2 separate regions of the Mus musculus genome follow, and region 2 is linked to region 1. A link is a contact called in public promoter capture Hi-C data. All regions are on one chromosome and are shown on one strand. The core of a region is the stretch at or near the end of the contact, and the rest is flanking DNA. Distances in the headings are between cores, read along the strand shown.

Region 1 (7,812 bases), core at 3,222-5,721:
TTCTCACCTCCTGGTCCCACTTAGGACCCTGTCACTGAAGAACAAGCTGCTCCTGGTCACTGGAGGTCAGAGAGCCCTGCCTTCCATACAGATGGAACACCTCATCATGCTGGTGAGTCCTTAAACCTGTACCCTGTGCTTGTCTACCTGACTGTGTCTAACTGGACACCACAAACTCAGTGTGACCCAGACCATGTGCTGAATGACCTTCTGTGAGCACTCAGGGTGGGCTAGCTGGCAGCGGACTACTAACTGTGCAAAAAATGTTCAGTCCTCCACTTGCATAGCAGGAGAAAGCCATGCACAGCTGAGTGGATGAGCCCTTGGGGACGGAGGAGGAAGTTAGGCGGGTGAGAAATGAGAAACCCAGGTCTGGAACGTAATGATGTCCCTATGTCCCTCTTCCGAACCTTCCAAGAGCCAGCCAAGCTCATACAGGCCCAGGTTGTTTCCTGGTTGTTAGTGCTAATAAAATATTAATTTATTTACCCTGCCACCACATTTTTTAAAATTAAAAAAAAAAAAAAACCTAAAGCTTTTGAGTGCTGTAGGTCACAGCATCCCCCTAAGGAAGCAGAGCCCTAGAGCTAGGAAAGCTAGGAGTTAGCAGAAGTCGGAGTCGTCTTGGTTCTCCCTTAGGAGTGGGAGTGGGGTGGGCAGGAAGAAGCATTTGGGGAAACTTTATTGAGATCACAAGGGGCAAAAATGCCTCCAGACGATTATCTGGTTTATATTAAAAAGTGCAGCAGAAGAGAAAGTAATATTAAAACTGGGAGGCAAAGAATGAACAACACAGACGGATCTAACAGTCATTAGCACCGAGCCAGAGATGAAAGCAGCCCTGACTCCCAGGCACACCTGCAATCCCAGCACTCAGAGACTACAAGCAAGAGAGTGACAAGTTCCAGGCCAGTCTTACCAACAGGGTGAGGCCTTGTCTCAAAAACACAAATGAACCAAAGAAAGCTGTACATTCAATAAAAGCAGTGTTGGAACTGGATATGCTGGCACACACCAATAATGCCAGTTATGGTAATCTAATGGTAGTCTGAAGAAGGAGAATTGCAATTGTTGTACCATATAGCCAGATGCTCCAAAGGACGGGAGGGAAGGAGATGAGCTATGCTCTGTGTCTGGTATGACATGTATTAGTATGTGCTCTCTCTCTCTCTCTCTCTCTCTCTCTCTCTCTCTCTCTCTCTCTCTCTCTCTCTCTCTCTGTGTGTGTGTGTGTGTGTGTGTGTGTGTGTATGTGTGAGAATGGGTGGGTAGGTAGGTGAATGGGTGGGTAGTGAATAGGTAGGTAGATGGATGGGTGAATGGGTTGTTGGGCACAACCTATCCCCCCAGTCCTCAGAACAATCTTGTGGTGGTGGTTTGAATGAGAATGGACCCCAGAGGGTCATATAGTTGAATGTTTAATGTTTGACCCCCAGTTGGAGGAACTGTTTAGGAAAGATTAGTAGGTATAGCCTTGTTGAAGGAGGTATGTCACTAGGATCTGGCTTGGGGTTTTCAAAAGCCCAGTTCGTCCTCACACTCAGTCTCCCCCTCCCTCCCTTCCTCCTGCTCTAGCATCATTCATTCATACCTGCTATCATGTTCCCTGACATGATGTCATGAGCCCACCATCTGAAACTGTAAGCAAGTCACAATTAAGTTCTCTCCGTTTGTTTGTTTGTTTGTTTTTCAAGACAGGGTTTCTATGTATAGCTCTGGCTGTCCTGGAACTCACTTTGTAGACCAGGCTGGCCTCGAACTCAGAAATCCGCCTGCCTCTGCCTCCCAAGTGCTGGGATTAAAGGCGTGTGCTACCACGCCTGGCACAATTAAGTTCTCTTGGTCTTAGAATGTTGTCGCAGCAGTAGAAAAGTAGCTACGACAAACTCTCCTTGACCTGAAGGCCAATGCCAACGATACACATCCTCCCTCCTTCTGAACCTTCTTTCTGTGGCCATGAATAATTTGCCTCATCTCAACAAGGTTTCCAGTCCAGACATAGGTTAATGGCAGCAAACTGTTTCAAGATACTTGTGGTCCTGTGCTGTCACCTAGTGGAAACTCCATGAAACTGCAGAGAGGATGCTTGAAGCACTCATGGGAGCCTGGAGAGAATTTAACAAGACTCATGATGGATTGATAACTGGTTTTAATTTTATTTAACTTTTTATTGATTCTTCATGAATTTCATACATGCAACCCAACCCCACCCATCTCCTTGTTCTCTCGTACTGTCCTTCACCCTTGCAACCTCCCACCAAAAAAAAAAAAAAACCTGGTGTGGAAGCTGCAGTGTGCATGTCCCACAGTACACCCTTTTGTCCATACTCCTTTGCTTGCAAATGTTCATTGCAATGAGTCATTTGTCTAGTTCAAGGCCTCTGGCTTCTGCTACACTATCAATACTGGAAACTTACTAGGACTCCCCTTGGACACCCTACTGTCACCCTGTGTCGTGGAGATCCTGTAGCTTTAGATGTGTAGGACTTGCCCCTTCATGCTCTCCAGCAGTCCACAGATGGAGTTGATATTGGGGTGTGCCAACTCAAAGCCCTGGATCTGGGCCTGGATGGTATCTGAGCTGCTCACCTGCCAGCTCTCCCACACCCACAGCACCAGGGAAAGCTCTCCTGCACTGCAACTGTTAAGGGCAGAGCCAGTTCTCCCACTCTCATGCCCTTGGGCGGCTCTGCCACTTGCTACAGGTGGTAAAGAGTGGGGGAGGGAGCATGTTTCCCCTCACCTATGCCACCACACAACAGATAAGTGGCAGGGCCAGCTCTGCCATGCTCACACCCTTGGGGCCAGTTTACCAACAACTCCCACTACCAGGGCCAGCTCTACTGTGCTTCCTAGGTGAGGTGTAGGACCTGCAGCCGGCTAGGGGTGGATAGGGTGAGCTCTCCTACTCTCCACCTTCATGGCTAGCTCTCCTAGGGCTGGGAGGCAAGGGATGGGGCCAGCTCTGCACAATCCTCATACAATGACAGGGCAGCAGCCCAGACCAGGGACATCTGACTAGCCTTTGGTGGTAACAAAGGACCTAAAGACCAGGACCTCACTACGGCCTTAGGTGGTACTCAAATCAGGCTCCTTGATTCTCTAGTTCTGCCTCTCTTCATTGTGCACATTCTTCTGTTTCTTTCTCTTCCATCTCTCTACCACTTGGTCATCCTAGTGGTGCCCAGTCTCTGGGTGTCTGGGGTCCTCTTAGGAATGGTCTCAGAAGTGCTATACCTTGCCCATGCCATGTGGCACCAGGTGGAAGTTGTCTTGGGCGTGGTTTTGAAATCAGTTTTGAAAGGATGAAAGGATTGGGCTAGTTCAGATATGCAGATCTTGGAGTAAGTGAGCAGTGTACATATCTGGTTATCCATGGAGACAGGAGGGAGCCACCATGAGTCTCCACGTGCGAGTTTGCATCCCCATTCATCACACACCCAGGGCTTCCCCTCTCCTCTCTCCAGACTTCACACTGTGCAACTATAGCCTATGCCAGAAGGTTCAACCATACACAAGGCTTCCCCACACACCCACAGTTAAGACTATTACTTAAGCAAGAAAGACAGCTGTAAGAAGCTAATTAGGAAACCTTCAGAACAAAGAAATTGCTGAAGAAATTGACCTTGGAGAATACTAGGCCAGGACAGCTTAGAAGAGCCCAGGCAGTGACACTCTGAGATTATCAAGGTTTCTAGCAACCTGTCCCAAATGAAAATTGCTGCGTACAAGGGTCAGCCTCCTTCGACTGTGTGCACAGCTGGGAGTGTGTGTGTGCTGAGTGGCTTTAAGCAGCAGTCAGGCAAGGTGACAGACCCAGAGGTGTGACATGGCCAGTGCCCAGCAGTCTTGAAGGAGCAAGAAACCAATGTTTTGTTTGTTGCAAGTCCAGCTGCTCACCACACCATAGTGTGATCAGGTAGAAACCAGGCAAGCTTATTCAAAAGGTCACCAATTCAGAAGCCATTCAGACAAGAGGTTTTAAAAAAAATGCTTTATTTTATTCACACACACATGTTCGCACAAAGAGAGGCCATAAATTCGAGAAATTGAGTAAGAGGAGAGCACATAGGAGAGGTTGAATGAAAAGGACAGGGAGAGAGGCCAACATAATTGTATTTTACTTTCAAAGACTTAAAAAATCAGAAATTTCATTTCATTACTCCATCTCCCCCCACCCCACCCCCAGGCGTGTACAAGCACACTTGAAGGCCAGAGGAGGGTGTCAGACTCCCCGGAGCCCAAGTCATAGGCTAGTGTGAGCAGCCCGACGGAGGTGCTGGGGACCGAACCTGAATCCACTCAGGAGCAGCAAGTGCTCTTAACAACCTAGCCATTGTCCCAGCCCCTAAATTATCTCATTGATAAGACCAAGAACCCAAAAAGGAATTTCAGTAACAACAGTTCAGCCCTGATTCACCAAGAATGATGGTGACTCATCATCTTTGCTATCTATACTTTCTGCTGACTCACAACTCCTGGTCACTCAGGTTTCTGCTGACTCATGATTCCTGTCAGCTGACTCAAGACTTCCATTATAACTTCCCTTCCCCTCATCTCTCTGCTTCAGGCCCCAAATACTTACTGCTTCTCTTTGCCCTCATTCATCATCTACAGAAAAGGATCTCAATTTTCCCAATACCCCTGGTTATTAGATTTCCCACATGGCAGCCTCACTAGCCCCCATCACTCTGAGTACAAAAGCTGAGAAGAGTGAAGAACCCCCCAGGGGCTGTTATTAGGACTGCAGACATACTATAGTCAGGACAGGTCAGTCCGGACTCCACATCTTCTTCCCAGAAGCATTCAGACTCCCTCTCAGGATTAAAAACAAGTAAAATAGTGTTATGCCAAGCACCACTTTCATTTTACAGTTTATCCCAAGCCTGACCACAGTACTAGAACATAGCCTCTTTGTACCCATTTCACAGAAATGAAAACCTATTTAGAAGGGACACTCAAATTCATGCTTCAAGCAACTGGCAGGATACGATAGATCTGAATGCTGAGGCTTCTTCAGTAGGGCTCACCATAGTCATAAATAAAACCATAATCTCAAAACCATTATGTCTTAAGTCAGAGTTTCTATTCCTACACAAAACATGACCACGAAGCAAGTTGGGGAGGAAAGGGTTTATTCAGTTAACACTTCCACACTGCTGTTCATCCCCAAGGAAGTCAGGGCTGGAACTCAAGCAGGTCAGGAAGCAGGAGCTGATGCAGAGGCCATGGAGGAATGTTACTGGCTTGCTTCCCCTGGCTTGTTCAGCTTGCTTACAGAACCCAGAATTACCAGCCCAGAGATGGCACCACCCACAAGGGGCTAGCCCCCATCCCCCCATCACTGAGAAAACTGCTGAATCTCATGGAGGCATTTCCTCAACTGAACTCCAGCTTGTGTCAAGTTGACACAAAACCAGCCAGCACACTTCGTAAATGAAAAACCCATTTAATGTACTGCCATTCTACACAACGTTGCCATTCTATACAACATGTAGGCTCAGCAGGCAAAGGTGCTTGCTGCCAATCCTGACTGGATCCACTGTAAAGAGAACCATTTCTCGACAGCTTGACCTCAATCAAGGCAAAAGCTTACACGTGCATACATTTAGTAGTTTACTAAGTAAACAATTAAGGTCGGTGCTGGCTCACCCCAGCCTTCCTTGATTGTTCTGAGAACGCGTGGTTATCCTATTCAATCTAAAGCAACCCTTATTTTATACTCAAGTGATAATCCCCTGCGGCACCCCACTTGCTGTGCTGTACGAGTGGTGAGAACTATGGTGTTCCTGTGGACATGCCTGCCATGCAATGCAAACACCTCAGGGGGCCAGACTAGGCCACACTGCAAGACCTGCTTTTAAAAGAGGGGAAAATGGTGCTGGAGAAATGGCTCAGAGAAATAGCTGCTCTTCTAGAGGATGTAGGTTTGCTTCCCAGCATCCACTGGGGCTTAAAAACTGTCTATTAACTATAGTTAAAAGGGAATCTAACACCTCTCCTGCTTGGGCACTGCACCCATGTAGTGTACACATGTAGAACTAATTAAGTGGGCCTGGTTTCTCTCTGGTGAGGACTCAAGGTCAAAAGAGGGAGGTGGGAGGGAGAATGGGGTGGATGAAAAAAAGGCCACCCTATGGGTTTGCTATCAGGGATCTCTCAAATGCCGGTCTCTGGGACACTGGAGGCATAAACTGCATAACCCAAGGTAGCTCTTGTTCAAATTAATCAAGGATCTCCAGATAAACCAAAGATGTAGCCAAGAGAGATGCCATCCTTAGGGGTAAGGTAAGAAAGATGCTGAGACAGGCAAGCTTGAAATTTCCACTGAACCTACAATAGTTTTTGGATGGAGGAATGAGTGACAGGTAGGTGGGTTACATAGGGGGATGAACAATGCAGGCATGAGATGGAAATAGGTAGCAGACTTGCCCTCCGGCAGCCTATAGTCTGATAGGCTGACAGTATAGTCTGCTAAATTTAGGACTCTTCCAACAACTTCACATCTACCAAGGAGACAGCAGAATTTGGTAAGTCTATTCATTTTGTGCTGACCATCCAGGCCAGAGCACATTAGGCTCTTGATAGTGTTCTTGTCCCTTCATACTTCTTCACTGACCAAAAGCCCAAGCTAAAGGTATGGCCTGGGTGACTATGCCCCTCTATGAGGAAGGGGACACAATCACTTTCCCTATGGCTAGGTAGGTATTGAGAATTCACCTGTCAGCCAGGCATGAAGGCTCAGGCTCATGCTTTAATCCTAGCAGTTGGGAGGCAGAGGCAAGCAGATCTGAGTAAAGACCATCCTGGGTCTACAGAGCAAGTCCCAAGAAAGCCAAAACTACACAGAAAAACCCCATCTCAAAAAAAATAAAAGATAATCTTTAAAAGACCACTCATCACATGACATAAATCTATAATCCTAGAATTTGGGAGGCTAAGGCAGAAAGATTACAAGTCTGGGACCAACACTTCTTGCATTTGGCTAGCCCAGGAAAAATCCTAACACTGTCTCAGAATAAAAAAATTTTTGAAGGACATGGAAAGGGAAGGGGGCTTAGAATCAATCATGTGTAGAGTACACATGATACTCTAAATTGCAGTGTAACCGACCACTAATCTACAAATGAGCAAGCTTAACTTCCTACACAAGGATAGGAGGGATAGAAGCCGTGGGAGGGACTCTGATATCCACTCGAAGGAAAACCTCACTTGTAAAGATAAGAGGATTATTTGACTATGAAATATGCTTAACAACTGAACAGGAAGCTAATTTTGATCCTCAAAGAGAAAGACAGCACCAATTAATGGGAACTGCCATTTCCCCAGAGCCAATAAGCTAAATAAAACTGAATTTGTTTCCTTACAACATATCAAACACTGACACTGGACTTTCCTAAACAGCCAACTGCCAGACTAGGGGACTTGAGATCCACTTTCCCAGGCTCCTCCTTCCCTTGGGATCACCTCCAGGGAACTCAATAGAGCCACCTGCTTCTTATGGAAGATGGCAACGATGGTTGGGGCAGCTCATCCTGTCAGTCAAGGCAGGAGCAGCACCAAAATGAGGGAGGGTACAGCTTCCCACAAACTTTGTGCCTCACACACAGTAAACACTTTCAGTATTTTTGTCACAGCAACTAGTAAGTAGTAGACACACAGAGACCTTGTAAACTTTCCTGCATGGACAAATCATCAACAGATCTGAGCAAAGTCTGGGGGTAGAGATCCCCCAAGTTCGGCAGGTCGCAGAGCAGAGCTCATCAGCATGGCAGGACACAGCACCAGTTGTAGCGTTTTCTCAACTAAAGC
Region 2 (7,812 bases), core at 3,464-5,963, 600 kb after region 1:
TGCGCCACCACATCCAGAACCTATTGTCTTTTAAACAGTTTATGAAAACCAAACCAAATAAAAAAATAAGCAAACAAAAACAAATCCACAAACCCTACAAAGGTTATTCAGAAAACAGAGTTTCCGAGAACGGATGACCACACACAATTTGCTTTGCCCTTGGCTCTAACTGGAAGATATCCAAGGGAGGTCTCTTCCATGCAGGAGAAACAGCAAACACAAAGCAAAGGCCTCAGTCAGGTAGGAAGGAGACAATGAGGTAAAAAAAATCCATACTGCTACCCAAGCCTACTCCCTCTCTTACAGTTAGTGTAGTCTCATTCTAGCCTCTATGTTCAGCTTCCTCCTGTGCTCACAGTAAGTGCTGCTGATTCTGTGTGTGTGTGTGTGTGTGTGTGTGTGTGTGTGTGTGTGTGTGTTAGGCTGGATGCCGGCATCTAAGAATGTGACGTCTCAGCCGGGCAGTGGTGGCACACGCCTTTAATCCCAGCACTTGGGAGGCAGAGGCAGGCAGATTTCTGAGTTCGAGGCCAGCCTGGTCTACAGAGTGAGTTCCAGGACAGCTGGGACTACACAGAGAAACCCTGTCTTGAAAAACTAAAAGAAAAAAAAAAAAAAACCGAAAACTAAAAACAAAAAAGAATGTGACTTCTCCAGCTGCAATGGCACCTGGCAGGCTTGGTGAGAGCTGGCCAACATGAGGCCAGTGGCGAGCAGACTGACCGGCAGACCCCAACTAATCCGAGAATACCAGAGAACTGCTGCGTTAGCCTTCTGGCGGCCAGGCTTCCACCTGCACTCGGTAGGTAAGAGAGTAAGCCCGCTGCCTGTGAGGGATTTGAGGCTGATGTTCAGGTATGTGAAGCCCCACATGAAGCCCCACGAATCCCAGATGACCACTGGGAGATGGGGACAGAGAGAGCAGGGCCCTGAGGAAGGGGAAGAGAGAAAAAGTCAGGGGCTGGGAGGGCAGGTCACTGGTGGCACTACAAGAAAAAAAAATGCAAAAAGATAGATAGGAAGGCAGAAGAGAGCAAGGGAGCTTGGATTTATTTTTTTCTAATTGCAACCAGAGGGTTTTTGTTTGTTTTGTTTTAAAGAGGGAAGGATACAATATAATTTCCCCAAACAGGGTTTCCCTAAGTAGCCCTGGCTGGGCTGGAACTTGCTATACACAACTAAGCTTGTTTCAAATGCACAGAGGCTACTGCCCGCCTCTGTCTCCTAAGTGCTAGGCTAAAGGCCTGCACCACCACACCCGCCTAGACTCTATTTTTAAGGCCAACCTCAGTCCAGATGGAGTGGACTGTGGGCACAGTTGACATAATTGTATTTCTTTGCCACTATATTTAATAGTGTATCTTTTAAAAAATTTAATTATTTTAATTATAAGTGTGTCCATATGGGGGTATGTGGATGCCAGTGCAGGTCTCCATGGAAGCCAGAGGTGTGGGCTCACCTGGAGCTAGTTATAAGCGGTCCTCTGTAAGAGCGGAACATGGCTCTCTTAATTGCCGAGCCTCCTCTCCGGCCCATTTTTGTGGCATTTCTTTTTGTCTCTGGGGAGGGGGGAGGGGTGTTGTATTGAGACAGGTTCTCTCTGTGTAGCTCTTGCTGTGGTGGAAATTTCTATGTAGACCATGCTGGCCTCAAACTCACAGAGCTATGCCTGCCTCTGCTTCCAGAGCTTGGGGATTAATGGTGTGCACCACCTAGCTTTATTTTTCTTAAATATTCATTTCACATTTAACTACTTTTCGTTGTTAACTAGCATATTTCCTACCAGAAACTTATCAGTCATCAGTCAGAGCAGTTTTGTATCTAGTAGAATGTCTAAGAATACAAATTTTGGGCTGGTGAGATGGCTCAGTGGGTAAGAGCACCCGACTGCTCTTCCGAAGGTCCGGAGTTCAAATCCCAGCAACCACATGGTGGCTCACAACCATCCGTAATGAGATCTGACTCCCTCTTCTGGAGTGTCTGAAGACAGATACAGTGTACTTACATATAAATAAAATCTTTAAAAAAAAAAAAATACAAATTTTGAGCTGCACTGTGTGCATGTGGCAGCTAAGGGTAGTCATAGCTAAAAAGATGATCCTCAATGACCTGCCAGTCCAGCCGGCTGAACCGCCACATTCTCATTTCCTCTTCAGGCGAGGAGACGTCTGGAGCAATGCTGGAGACCTGTAATTTCCCCTACAATGTTCATCGGACAGAGAATTGCGCCCTACTTCCGTGTGACACCACAGGATGACTCGCGTATTTGTTCTCATGTTCTCTTCTCATCTCACATGTGAAGCTTCCTCACTCATTTAATGTGACTGACATCTAGGCAAACCCAGTCTTGGCCAAATTCCACTGTCAACAAACACTCAGGAGCACTCTGTGCTTGGTTAACGCTGAGTACTCTCTAAGGCAACTTACGTGACGTAAGCAGAAACAAAGGCAGTGACTAGCATGTGATTTTCTTCTCCTCCTGACAATGCACATACGTGTGCCCTCCGCTAACTCATAGGCTGTCCTCCTACGGTCTTTCTCTTTCACCTTTATTCCGGAGGACGTCAAGCCATCCTTAGATTCCTGGGAAACAGCCCCCACACGGAGTCTCCCTAGGCTTTAATGTGTACAGATCAGCCTGTCTCCCGTCACCTCCTTCACAGAGGCCACTGTCCTTTTCACTTTACAATTACATGGGGAAACTGAGGTTAGGGCCGAGGCGAGGGTGCCCTACTTGCTCTGATTTTCTTTGTTACAGCTAAAGGACAGAGTGTTGGATAATAAGCAAGCTACTTAAGCTGGACTAAGAAAAGAGCCCACATTCAAATATCCTGGAAAATATCTTAATCTTTGCCAGACAGCATCAAGTCATCCAATCAGGAAGCCTTATGCTGGAAGGTGCTGTGTTGTCTTGGAGTCACAGTTCCCCCCACCTCAAAGAAATGGGAAGAACAGATGTAAAACTGTCTAAAAGGTCAAGCATGATGGTGCATGCCTTTAATCCTCACGCTAGGAAGGCACATAGCCAGTTCCAGGACAGTCAAGGCTACTGAAACTCTGCCTCAAAAAAACCAAAAAACCAAAACAAGCCGGGCATGGTGGCGCACGCCTTTAATACCAGCACTTGGGAGGCAGAGGCAGGCGGATTTCTGAGTTTGAGGCCAGTCTGGTCTACAGAGTGAGTTCCAGGACAGCCAGGGCTATACAGAGAAACCCGGTCTCAAAAACCAAAGGAAAAACAAAACAACAAAACAAAACAAAGCAAAGCAAAACAGACTAAAAGCTGTAGTATTTGCATATGTCCCAGGAATGACCTCCTATACCCCTCAAGTCAACTCTTGGCATTCTTCCATCTAAAACAATCTAGCTATGTAAGCAGTTAAGGTGTGACGTCACTCCACATACTTCTTTCATGCTATTTTTTTGATCTACAATTAAACCCACAGATGCAAGGCCAACACGTATGAAGGCTGACTGTAGTGCACTGAAGTCCATAATCCACTGAAATGCTCTTGCCATACAAGCTGACATTAATCTGAAAACAGAAGGCTTCCAAGGGCAAAGGGCTATTAAAATTCTCCTGGGTGCCTTATGGAAAGGGGAAGCAAATATTGACAGAGGAGTCTGGCTGCCAGGGTTGACGACTATGATGAAGGTGTATTTGGAAAGAGGCCATAAAGATAATATCCAAGTAATACAGAGGACAGAAATACACCCTGTGATAAGGGTGATTAAGAATATCTTGCTAGTTGGTGGTGGTGGGTGTCTTTAGTCCCAGCACTTTAACCCCACCAGGCAGGTGGATCTGAGTTGAGGCCAGTCTGATAAGTTCAAGGAGTGGACTACAGAGAAACCCTGTCTCGAAAAAAAGAGAGAAATCCCATTTACTAACAAGAACCCATTTGACCTAGTTCATATCTTAATTCATCCATACACTAGAGTTTGTTCTGCTCCTCGAAGCCAGCACCACATATAAGCCTGTTGTGTTGTGTTGCTACCTTACCACTCCAACATAAACCTCACCTCAGGCCCTTTGCACTTGCCATCGGCATCCTGGAACACTTCCCACTGATTCCAACCTTGTAATTCTAGTTCACAGTTCACAAATATCTAGTTCATAGAAAACTACTGCTACATAATGCACTGCCCCACCCTAAAGTAGCCTCATATGTTATCTCTCCCAACCCAGATGAAAGCCCTGTCAAAGGAGTCGTGCCTGGCTGCCATCCCAGCGTCTGGCACATACCAAGTCTTACAATTACCCGCGGAATTCTAGAAATAGCTGAAGTGGGGAGGGATGCGGAGCCGGGAGGAGAAGAAGAGATGTCAGCGGCGGAGCAGGCCCGAGGCGTGCGCGGGGCTCACCTGCCGGATGGCCGCCAGCGTGTTCTCGGGCGCGTCGTGGCTGCCGCCGCGATGGGCGATGGCGGACACGCGGTCACGGGGCTTGAGCACCTGCAGGGCCCGGCGGGACGGCACCGGCTCGAAGCTGAAGAACCGCAGCAGGATGTAGAGGCTGCCGGTGAGCACGCAGGCGTTGAAGGGGCTGCGTGTCACCACCAGCAGCAGCACCAGCACGAAGGAGAAGGGGCCCAGGAGGCCGCCCTGGTCCTCCCACAGCCACATGCCGGCGCCTGCACCGGCACGGACCGGAGCCCCGGACCTGCCGGGCGACGCGTAGACGCCGAGGTACTGGCCACAGCCGGAACCCTCCGCTGGGAGCAGCGCTGCACAATGGCGCCGACGGACCCATCTCGAGAAAGAGCCCGCCCTCCAGCCAATCAGAGTCCCGGAGCTTCGGCGTTGGGGGGCCGGAACCGCTGTCATGGCAACAGGAGCAGGCCCTTGCCCCAGGCCTGGGTTCCAAGGGCGCTTCGGGTTATGTAAAGTGAGGACAAGACTTAGACCCTGTCCTTCAGACTTAGTGGAAGGAGGGTGACACGGTCAAAGTTTCTTAGTGACCTTGTATCTGACCTCGAGGAAACTAAAGGCTTTGACTTTAAAAGGAACAGGATGTTTAACCTGCTTATTCAAAATGTGCCAGTAGTGTTTCCAGAGTTCTTCTGGGTCAGAGACAGGGCCTGTAATGAGCCAGGCTTACCCTGGAGCTGTAATAAGTTACGCTCCATGAACCAAACAAAAAAAAAAGTAAAAAGCAGAGAAATGGACACACCGGGAAGAAATCTAGTAAAGCACACCCACAAGTCCGTTTTCAGGGTTCTGACGGGAGGTTTAGGTTTAAATAGAGGGCAAGAGGCATGCTTGGCTAAGAAGCCCCGCCCATCATTGACCACTTAGTTCCAGTCTGTTCAGAAAGGTCCGGGACCTTCAGAACCCTTTGAACTTACAGAAAAGATACATTTTTTTCCAGGCTGGACACAGGCTCTAAGCCCTTTCCTTCTCTCAAAATCAGACTCCTAAGGAAATTCCAATTTCCTGCGGTCCATGCCTCAAAATAATATCAAGAAGGGTGACTTACAAATGTCTCTTTGGAATATCTTCATTCTTGCAAGGGCTGTTTCCACCAGGACACATGTCTGCATTTAGTGAAAGTACCTTCCCCTTGCGGGAAGTAGTATTGAGCACGATAACAAGACAAGGAAAATTAAGGGACCGTGGGAAGGAAAAAGAGCTCTTACTAGAAGTGTGGTTAAAGCCTCTTGACTTTAAGCATCAAGAATTCCTGCATGGGTAGCCCACATTCCTTTTATATGGAGATGCTTCAAGTTAGAATGTTCAAATAGCAACAAATCTAAAGGTCTAATATATGGCTTTTCTCCTTTTCCATCTGCAAGCCTGCAATTTGCTAGGAATCTCGTTGACAGTAAAGATGCGTTCACCTCCTTGTGGGACCTTTGTGAATCATGGTTTTATCTTAAGGATTGTGGCTCTTCTCAGTGTGCCCAGAAAGCCACCTTAAATCTCATTTATTGGGCTGGAGAGCTGACTCAATGATTGGGAGTACTGGCTGCTCTTCCAGAGGAACTGAGTTCAATCCCCAGCCTACATATGGTAACTCATTTAATTCCAGAGGCTCTAACACCCTTCTCTGGCCACTGTGGGCATGGTATATAACATTTTATTAAGAGAGAGAGAGAGAGAGAGAGAGAGAGAGAGAGAGAGAAGAGGACAGGCAAGATGTGGTACCAGCCATATGACGGATATAGTATGGAATAGAGTTTATTTAGGGCATGGGGAGGGGTGTTGAGAGAGTAAAGGCAGAGAAAGCAGAGGGGGAGGGGAGGCTGGCAGGGAACATGGGGAGAGAAGAGAGGGAAATGGGGAAGAGAGAGAGAAGGGCAGGGAGTAAGAGGATAAGAAGATAAGATCGAGGAAGGGACAAACAGTCTCTTTTATAGTGAGTCTGGCATACCTGGCTGTTGCCACGTAACTGTGGGGTGGAGCCTTGAAGGAATGCAAACACTGTACTTGTGAGTTGCATAAACACACATGCATACAAACACACACACACATAAAATAAAAATGTAGGCCAGGCAGTGGTGGCACAGGCCTTTAATCTCAGTGGATTTCTGAGTCTGAGGTCAGCTTGGTGTACAGAGTGAGTTCCAAGACAGCCAGGACTATACAGAGAAACCCTGTCTGGTGGGGTGGGGGGTGGGGAGGAGAAAGAAAAAAATTACCTCATTTATTGAAAGAAAAAGAGGGTAGGAAAATTTTTCATAGGACTACCTAAAACAAGGAGAACCACTAAAACACAGCACAGCTACAGCTAAGACACAGTAAACTCCTAATAAACTCCAACTCTGTTTCATATTGGCTTGTCTGAAGAATCTTGCCTGTGAGCTGGGCATGATGGCGCACACCTTTAATCCCAGCACTTGGGAGGCAGAAGCAGGCGGATTTCTGAGTTCGAGGCCAGCCTGGTCTACAGAGTGAGTTCCAGGACAGCCAGGGCTATACAGAGAAACCCTGTCTTGAAAAAACCCAAAATCAATCAATCAATCAATCAATCAATCCTGTTTTCACCTGAGTAGAGGTCTCTGGAAAGAATCAGGTGGCAGCCACAGTGCTCAGTGTCTCTGGTCCATACTCCATTGCCACTCCCAGTAGTGGCAGCTCTGCGAACCCTGAACACTAGGCACTGTGCCAGGCAAGGTTTGCGCTGGCAAGCACCACATACTTTGTTTTATAGTGGCCTTACTTGAGATAGGCATTCTATCAGGAGACTGGTTTCTGTTGACTTTAGGCAGCTTCTCCGGCACAATCAGACTGTAAACTTGGAAGGAAGGAGCAATTGTGATAAGAAACCTCTTTTTTATTTTTTTGGTTTTTTTTTTTTTTTTTTTTTTTTTTTTTCCGAAACAGGGTTTCTCTGTGTAGCCCTGGATGTCCTGGAGCTCACTTTGTAGACCAGGCTGGCCTCAAACTCAGAAATCCGCCTGCCTCTGCCTCCCAAGTGCTGGGATTAAACACGTGCGCTACCACCGCCCAGCTGATAAGAAGCCTCTTGAATCTCTTGCAACTGTGATGAAAACCAAACAAAAACAAGCAAGCAAAAAAAGAACCACAGCTCTGACCTCTTTCTTGAGCCAGATCTGGGTGACTGGATCCCAGGAATGTATATTTAGGTTTCCCCAAATACAATGTTCTAATGTAGAAGCAGTTTCATGCCTTTTGTTTATGAGATAGGATCTCACTATGAGCCTTGGCTACCCTGGAACTTTTTATGTAGACCAGGCTGGTATCAAATTTACAGAGATCTGCCTACCTTTCTGCCTACAGAGCTCTGGGATAGAAGGCATATGACACGAAGCCTTGCAAATTTTCATAGAACAGAACAAAGAAAGTTAT

The links. Promoter capture Hi-C pulls out the DNA fragments that hold promoters and counts their contacts.
Region 2: a contact with region 1 is called in a promoter capture Hi-C map of the HPC-7 cell line, with 5 times the contacts expected there. The contact joins the promoter of Gde1 here to the enhancer-like site in region 1. A contact is called at or near these places in 11 of 39 promoter capture datasets (3T3-L1-derived adipocytes, the C10 cell line, the HPC-7 cell line and 7 more), 14 of 484 Hi-C or Micro-C datasets (B cells, CD4 T cells, CD8 T cells and 10 more), 4 of 115 datasets of contacts at active chromatin or transcription factors (bone marrow-derived macrophages, extraembryonic endoderm stem cells, fibro-adipogenic progenitors and 1 more) and 3 of 9 other capture datasets (adipose tissue, liver and macrophages).

What each region holds. Positions count from the first base shown.
Region 1 is chr7:118,100,395-118,108,206 of GRCm38.p6, forward strand. It overlaps Rps15a (ribosomal protein S15A), which reads right to left. Exons shown (of 5, transcript NM_170669.2): 5 at 3,980-7,812. Among named protein-coding and RNA genes, the nearest start is that of Rps15a, 12 kb to the right of the region's middle. Within about 2 kb of position 4,472, at least 106 of the 459 cell types and tissues checked have an H3K27ac peak or open chromatin away from gene starts, as enhancers often do. A contact at or near this core is called in CD8 T cells, the G1E-ER4 cell line, the HPC-7 cell line and 9 more, where this site is marked.
Region 2 is chr7:118,701,025-118,708,836 of GRCm38.p6, forward strand. Gde1 (glycerophosphodiester phosphodiesterase 1) reads right to left here and starts at 4,714. Exons shown (of 6, transcript NM_019580.4): 1 at 4,366-4,714. The coding sequence starts at 4,626.